Linked DNA regions of Zea mays: region 2 is linked to region 1. The links are chromatin contacts, called in public Hi-C maps. All regions are on one chromosome and are shown on one strand. The core of a region is the stretch at or near the end of the contact, and the rest is flanking DNA. Distances in the headings are between cores, read along the strand shown. Region 1 holds the start of LOC100383198 (Endosomal targeting BRO1-like domain-containing protein). Region 2 holds the start of LOC100274384.

What was found. A called contact is a pair of places that touch in the nucleus more often than the background predicts.
Region 2: a contact with region 1 is called in a Hi-C map of leaf, with 5 times the contacts expected there. The contact joins the promoter of LOC100274384 here to the promoter of LOC100383198 in region 1. A contact is called at or near these places in 2 of 25 Hi-C or Micro-C datasets (ear and leaf).

The regions. Positions count from the first base shown.
Region 1 is chr1:233,340,539-233,343,870 of Zm-B73-REFERENCE-NAM-5.0, forward strand. It overlaps LOC100383198 (Endosomal targeting BRO1-like domain-containing protein), which reads left to right and starts at 1,526. Exons shown (of 8, transcript NM_001175860.1): 1 at 1,526-2,290; 2 at 2,822-3,332. The coding sequence starts at 1,610.
Region 2 is chr1:233,535,228-233,538,559 of Zm-B73-REFERENCE-NAM-5.0, forward strand. It overlaps LOC100274384, which reads right to left and starts at 1,534. Exons shown (of 3, transcript NM_001148744.2): 1 at 1,190-1,534. The coding sequence starts at 1,507.

The DNA.
Region 1 (3,332 bases), core at 276-2,775:
CCGGTCTGGCACATTAAGGCATTTTAGGCTATTTGGGCCGGCCTGACACACATAACTAATTGTGGGCCGTGCCGTGGGCCGATGACTGGGCACACGTGCTGGCACGACACGACCCATAATTAGATATGTGCTTTTGTGGGCCTGTGCCGTGCCGGGCCAGGCCGGCCCACATGTACATGTATAGCAACAGTGTGCTATTGTAGACAGTGACAACCATGCCAAATGACGGTAGGGGTGGTGTGCTTTTATAGCCAAATGACGACAGGGCTACCCTGCTCGATGGTAAATATCCTAACTGATAGTAAGCGTGCCAGGGGACTGCACCAGTGGGTGGTAGCGTCCTAGTGTGCACTACACCTATAGCCAAACGAGGCCTAAAAGCATCTCCATTAGCTCACTTAAAAGCTTCCTAAACTCTGATTTAGTAAACTGCTAAATATATATTGGGAACACAAATAATCTTAACCTCCAATAGTTCTTAATTCTAAGGTTGTTAAATATATTTAAATTATGCTAACTTGATGGTAAATTCATCATTTTCGCAGCTTAAATCATTTAAAATGCATCACTTATACATGGTACGATTTAATAGCAGACCAATGATTTCACGGTGTGATTGATAAGCAAAACTGACTATTGGGAGTGTGAAACAACTCCCTAAATTTAGGAACTAAACAAGGATTTAAAAAGTTGGTATATTTAGGGACCTCGTTTAAGGAAAATTTGAAGCAAAATTTTTTATTACTAACACCCTAAATAAATTTAAGGAGTCTTTAGGAACTAGTGGAGATGCTCCAAAGATAGCAACAAAGAGTGGAATAAAACTAAAGACGTGTTTGGTTTCAAGGAAACCATTGACTAGAACAATTTCGACCAGAAATGATTACCTAATTTGTATAGTCAACGACTTCTGTGCAAGCAGGTCTTAGATGTAAACATGTAAGCGAGCCTTCTAGTCAGTTAGATCATAATCCAATCTTAGATGTAATAGTAGTTTGTTAGGAGGTTTTTTTATAATGTTGCGAGAGCGTACGGTGGAAGAGTTTAAATGTTAAATGTGATATACGGTTAGTCGGTTAGATCTAACTTGATGGTCTAGAAAGCTGTTTGCACGTTTGTAGATAAGGATTACTTGGACAACAATCATTATCATTTGTATATAAGGCTATAAGCTTTAATCGCCTAGAGCAATTTAAGCCTTATTCCTGATAAATGCAGATACCTATCCCATTCTCTATATTATTTCATATTTTAAACTTGTTTGTGTAACTGCTCATTCTCTATATCATCTCCTATTGTGTCCTATGTTTTCCATGTTTACTCGCTAAAACAAAACTGACGACGCGTTCCGTTCCGATTTCGACCACGGAGGCACGGACACACACCGCCTACAACCCCGACGTCGGTCAGGCGGTCAGCCATCCGCCTGCACGGATCTCAAGGCACCAGTTTCCTCGACGCGGCGAAGCATTCTCTTCTACAGTTTCCTTCGTGTGCTCCGAAGTCTAAAGTTTCCTTCGTCGAAGCACCCAACCCCACCCCATCCTCCGATCCCCTCCCGGCCTCCCCTCCCCTTCCGCTCCGCCTCTGGCCACCGCGCCCGCACCCAATGGCGTCGGCGGCGGGGTCCTCTAACGTGATGCTTGCGATTCACGAGAAGAAAACGACTGCCACTGACCTCTACCGCCCGCTGCGCCTCTACATCGCCTCCACCTACTCGGAACGCGAGGCCGCGGCGGCCGACGACGACCTTAGCGTGGTGCGCGACCTCCGCGCCGCTGTCGAGCAGCCCTCCCTCCCGGACCCGTCCTCCCTCGAGCAGCGGCGCGACGCGCTCCTCGCCTACGCGCGGGCCCTGGCACTCGTTGAGCCCCGCTTCCCCATCTCCCCTGACCGCGCCCACGTCCACTCCCTCACCTTCACCTGGCACGACGCCTTCAAGGGGAACAAGAAGTGCGCCCTCGCCTCCATCCACCTCGAGAAGGCCTCCGTGCTGTTCAACCTCGGCGCCGTCTACTCCCAGATCGCGGTCGCTGCGGACCGCTCCACCGACGTCGGAATCAAGACCGCGTGCGGTGCCTTCCAGAGTGCGGCGGGGGCGTTCGCATGGCTCAGGGAGAGCGGGGTCGCAGCCAAGGCTGTTGCTGCGGGAACCACCACCGTGGACATCACGCCCGAGTGCGCTGGCATGCTGGAGAAACTCATGCTCGCGCAGGCGCAGGAGTGCTTCTTCGAGAAGGTCATAGGTGGAGGGAAGCCACCAGCGCTGTGCTCCAAGGTGGCGCGGCAGGTGCGTGGTTACTTTCTGTTGTTCAGGTTTGCGGTTTGGGAGCTTAGATTGGATTGATGTGGAATGAATGAATGCTCTGAATGTTGCTTAAGTTGTTTAAGCATTGACAATATGTTTACCAGTCATAAAGTGAATTCACGATGCTGTAGTGTTGAAGGCTTATAACTAACAGAGAATTATACTATGCTAAACCTTAACAATGGAAGTCCTTTTATCTAACATCAAGGTAAACTTAATTCTAGAATAATTTGATAGGCATATGGGGTGGTTAACTTGTTTGATTGAATATATTTAGGACTTAACAAGCAAGTTCATGTGTGTATCCAGTTGTGAGATTAGTTCCTACAATTGATTCGATTTAGTTTTATATGAGGACTTAATTGTATATGAGTTGCACGGTTCATTTCTAGCTACTATTAATACAGCACATTCTTATTCATGATGCCACACAGTTCTTTCTTCTGCAAAACTTTGGTGTCAATGTGCTATCTAACTAATTCTTGGTCATCACATGTTCACATATCTTTTCAGGTGGGCATATTCTATGAAGAAGCATATGCAGCTCTCAGTGCACCTCCTCTAAGTCAGCACTTTGATAAGACATGGGTGTCCCATGTCCAGCTGAAAGCTGCTCAATTCTATGCCGATGCTTGCTATAGGTATTCATTAGATCTTCATCAGAAAGAAGAAATTGCTGAGGAAATTGCACGCTTGAAGATTGGTATGAGTGCCTTGGCAGATGCTAAGAAGGCTGCGAAGGGAGTTGCTGCCCAGCTTATGGATTCCGTCAACAAGCTGGAAAGTAACATGAAAACGAACTTGGAAAGGGCTATGAAGGAGAATGATCGTGTTTACCTGATGCGGGTTCCCGCTGCTGGTTCCTTGGGAGCCCTCTCTGCAGCGTCCCTTGTAAAGCCTACCTCTTTGTCTGAAGTTTTAGATGCCAGTAAGGAAAGGCTTTTTTCATCACTTGTGCCTGATGGCAGCATGAAAGCACTTTCTAAATACACAGAGATGGTAGATAATATTATCCGGACCCAGG
Region 2 (3,332 bases), core at 284-2,783, 190 kb after region 1:
CGCTAACTCTACATTCCACTGTTTCCCCTTCTGATTTCTACCCTCTAAGAACTACAGTCGCACAGCTATGGATCCACCTCAAGGCCCACAGCGACAACCGCAGTGAGCTAGTGACACACGCTACCAACAAGCCTGCCCGCGTGCAACCACGCAACATGCGCTCCCGTAGTGGCACATCAGATCAGCAGCGACTCAGCGGTAAGTTTATTACCTCTCCTCCCTTGACCTTGCCTGAAACCAGTAGTTGCTAGCGAGTTAGTACTTAGTAGAATCAATTAGTGCTACTGATAACTGATCTAATGTTCTTCTTGCTTGATTTTTTCCCAGGCTGTGATTAGATGGCAGAAAAAACTGGGGATGAAGCGCATGAGGATGATGAAGCAGCCTGAGTTGCAAGCTGCACTTCCTAGTTGTCTAGGTATCAACTATCATGTAAGGAACTGGATCAATGGATCTCCTCCGAGACTCAAAGATGTATAATGTACTTGAATTCTCCATCAAGTTTTCACATGAAGCATTGTATCTTACAATATAACACTCATATAGATTCTTATGTCTTTTGCAAGTCATTAGGAGAATTGGATGATGGAGTTTTGGAGATGCTCGATTTGCTATAGATATGACTAGATCAAGCTTAAAAGCCAGAGTGGCAACTGAAGCCAAAATATTATTTCATGACGCAATTGAATGAAACTGTGAGTAGTCTATTTATCCATTCCTTAGGTCAGTATCACCAAAAAGCAAATCCTGTGTGGTCCATTAAAACAAATAGTCAAATAGATGTACTAGCATTGTAAGAGAACGGCAATACTGCCTTCATTCAATCGCTAACCAGTAGATCTTAGCTTCCCTTGACTGTCTGCCAGAAACAGAACGAGATAACATTGGCACTCCTTACAATGGAATCGCTAGAACACTGAGGCAATAGCCATTCCCGCTGAGCTACTACAATAAGTATCGGTATTTTTGTCCAACAGTCTAAACACAGGCGCATAAAACAAAAATGATGCACATCCGCTGCTCCATTTTCACTTATGCTATCAACAGAGGAATAGTAGGGTTTGTGGTGGTAAATGGCTCAACAACACACGCGGTTAACTAAACCTCTAATTTCCTTAGCAGCAACACGAGCGGAACATGTTCGAGGTTTGATAGCCGCATAAAAGAAAAGGGCTTAGCAAGTCCGTACGAGGCGGCCGTAGATGGCGATGGGGAACTCGCAGCGGGAGCAGATGTGGACGCGCTCCCCGAGCGGGCGACGGGAGCGACGGCCGATGGCGCGCGTGGCGGCGGCAGCGGAGGTCGTGACGGCGCCGAGGCTCTTCGCGACGGGGAGGTCCGCGATCACGAGGTGGTCGGGGCATGCCACGGTGACCGATTCCAGGATGCTGCCACCGAGCGCCGCAGCCGCCCCAACCGCGGCGGGGGCGCCGGCGCCAGCTGCCGTGCTAGCGGCGGCACCGCCGGAGTCCGACGAGCCAATCTTGCTCAGGCGGATCTGCAGCATCGCTAGGGTTTCTAGTTTTTCTTCCTCCTTTCTCGGGCTGGGTTTCGGCCTGCTTCGGCCGGTGCTCCGGGTCATGCGATTCCCACTTTCACTTTTCAAATAATTTTAATTTTGCTTAAGTTTATATAAAAATGATACTTATGATATTAAAATATTGTTGTATTAATTAGTGAATATAGTATTTTAACAATCTTAGCTAAAGATATAAATGTTGGTAGTATTTTCTACAAAATAATTAAATTTAAAAAATTGGCTTCGGTCAGTTCAATTTCTGTAGCCGCTGCAGCTGTTGACTTTGCTCTGCAACAACAATATAAACAGCTCTGCCAGAATCAGCGAGTCGCAGCCGATAATCCACGCTTATCCGCCAGCCGATTGAATAATAATATTGTTATTCTTTAATGAACAACCACAAAAGTGCAACTCGACCACAAGATACGAGTATCGGTAAAATATTCATCAAACACGAACGGCCACTCCAAAAGTATGAACACCGGAAACGAGACGGCTCGATGACGGTTCTACCTTAGCTAGACTCGGCTCGTCCATTACATGAGTTTAAGAATAAAGCTTGACTCGTCTAAAGGTAGGCTCAAGCTACATCCTAATTAATATTATTACATTATAAAATAAATTAAATCAAAAGCTAAGAAATAATTCTATTATTTATAAAATTATTTAATATATATTGTTATTTTATAAATTACTTAGTTTGACACGGTTGGTAGGTCTAAATGGCTCGGCTTGGCTCATTCCATCTACTAGATGGAAAAACCGACAGCTTGCTCGATGCTCCTGAGCCTTTTCAAGATCGAGCCAGCTTCGATCTTTTTTTTTCGGTCCCCGATGAACTGAACACACTTGTACTGCTAGACCCCTTACCAAATACATCTATGATGGATTTCACTCGCAGTCAATTTCAGATATCTCTCTTTTTTTCCACTCTACCGCTGTATGAGAGTACTACTAGGTAGGTAGGAACGAAGCAAGTCGCAATTACAAGCCTCAACGACCGACTCCGTAGCGCCTGAAATCACATCAATCATTCAGCTCACGCCGAACGCGACTGAGAATGTCAGGTCTGGTGTCTCTCAATTATCAAGACCGAACCCAACTTCTTCGCGGCCTTCTTTGTGCTATGTTAAAGCAAAAGGTTGGGTTGGGGGGGGGTTATGTTTGCGGGTATTCCAGGTTCCAGCAGCGGGTAATGGGCCCGAGTCTGTTGGCGCTTGATCGGCGGCCTTCATCTTGCATTCCATCTTCCTGTCAGAAAACAAAAAATGGTGGCTTAGCGGCACCACCTCTTCACTCCACGACTCCACCCATGCGTGCTTTGTTCCATTAAACTAGTCAGTGTTCATGAAGGAGCACAGATAGATAGTGCAAAGACCTCAGACTTCCCAAGAATAAAAAAAAGGCGGTGCCATTAATGGGTCCCTGTGTCATGTCCTGACCTGATGACAAATCCCAGACACTGCATTTGCGGGTCACTTGACTATAAGACGACAACACCACACGATTCATCAAGTAATTGCACGCCAACTCCGTCCGCCTCCTGCCGTCGGATCCACACATGCCATGCCATGCCGTGCCGTGCCGTGCGGCGAGCGCAGAGAGGCCAGAGGCGTCGGCGGCCAGCTGCAGATTGGATCCCGGAATGCCGTGCCGAAGCGGGGAGAGCTCGTTCTCCTGTCTCCCTCACATCTCTCGCTTGCTTGTTAATGCAGCCAAGTAGAGTACTACTATAATGCCATAGCTGAGTACGTAAGGTCATCCCCATCCTGGGCCTGCACTATATATACTTCAGCTAGTCATGGACCATGGC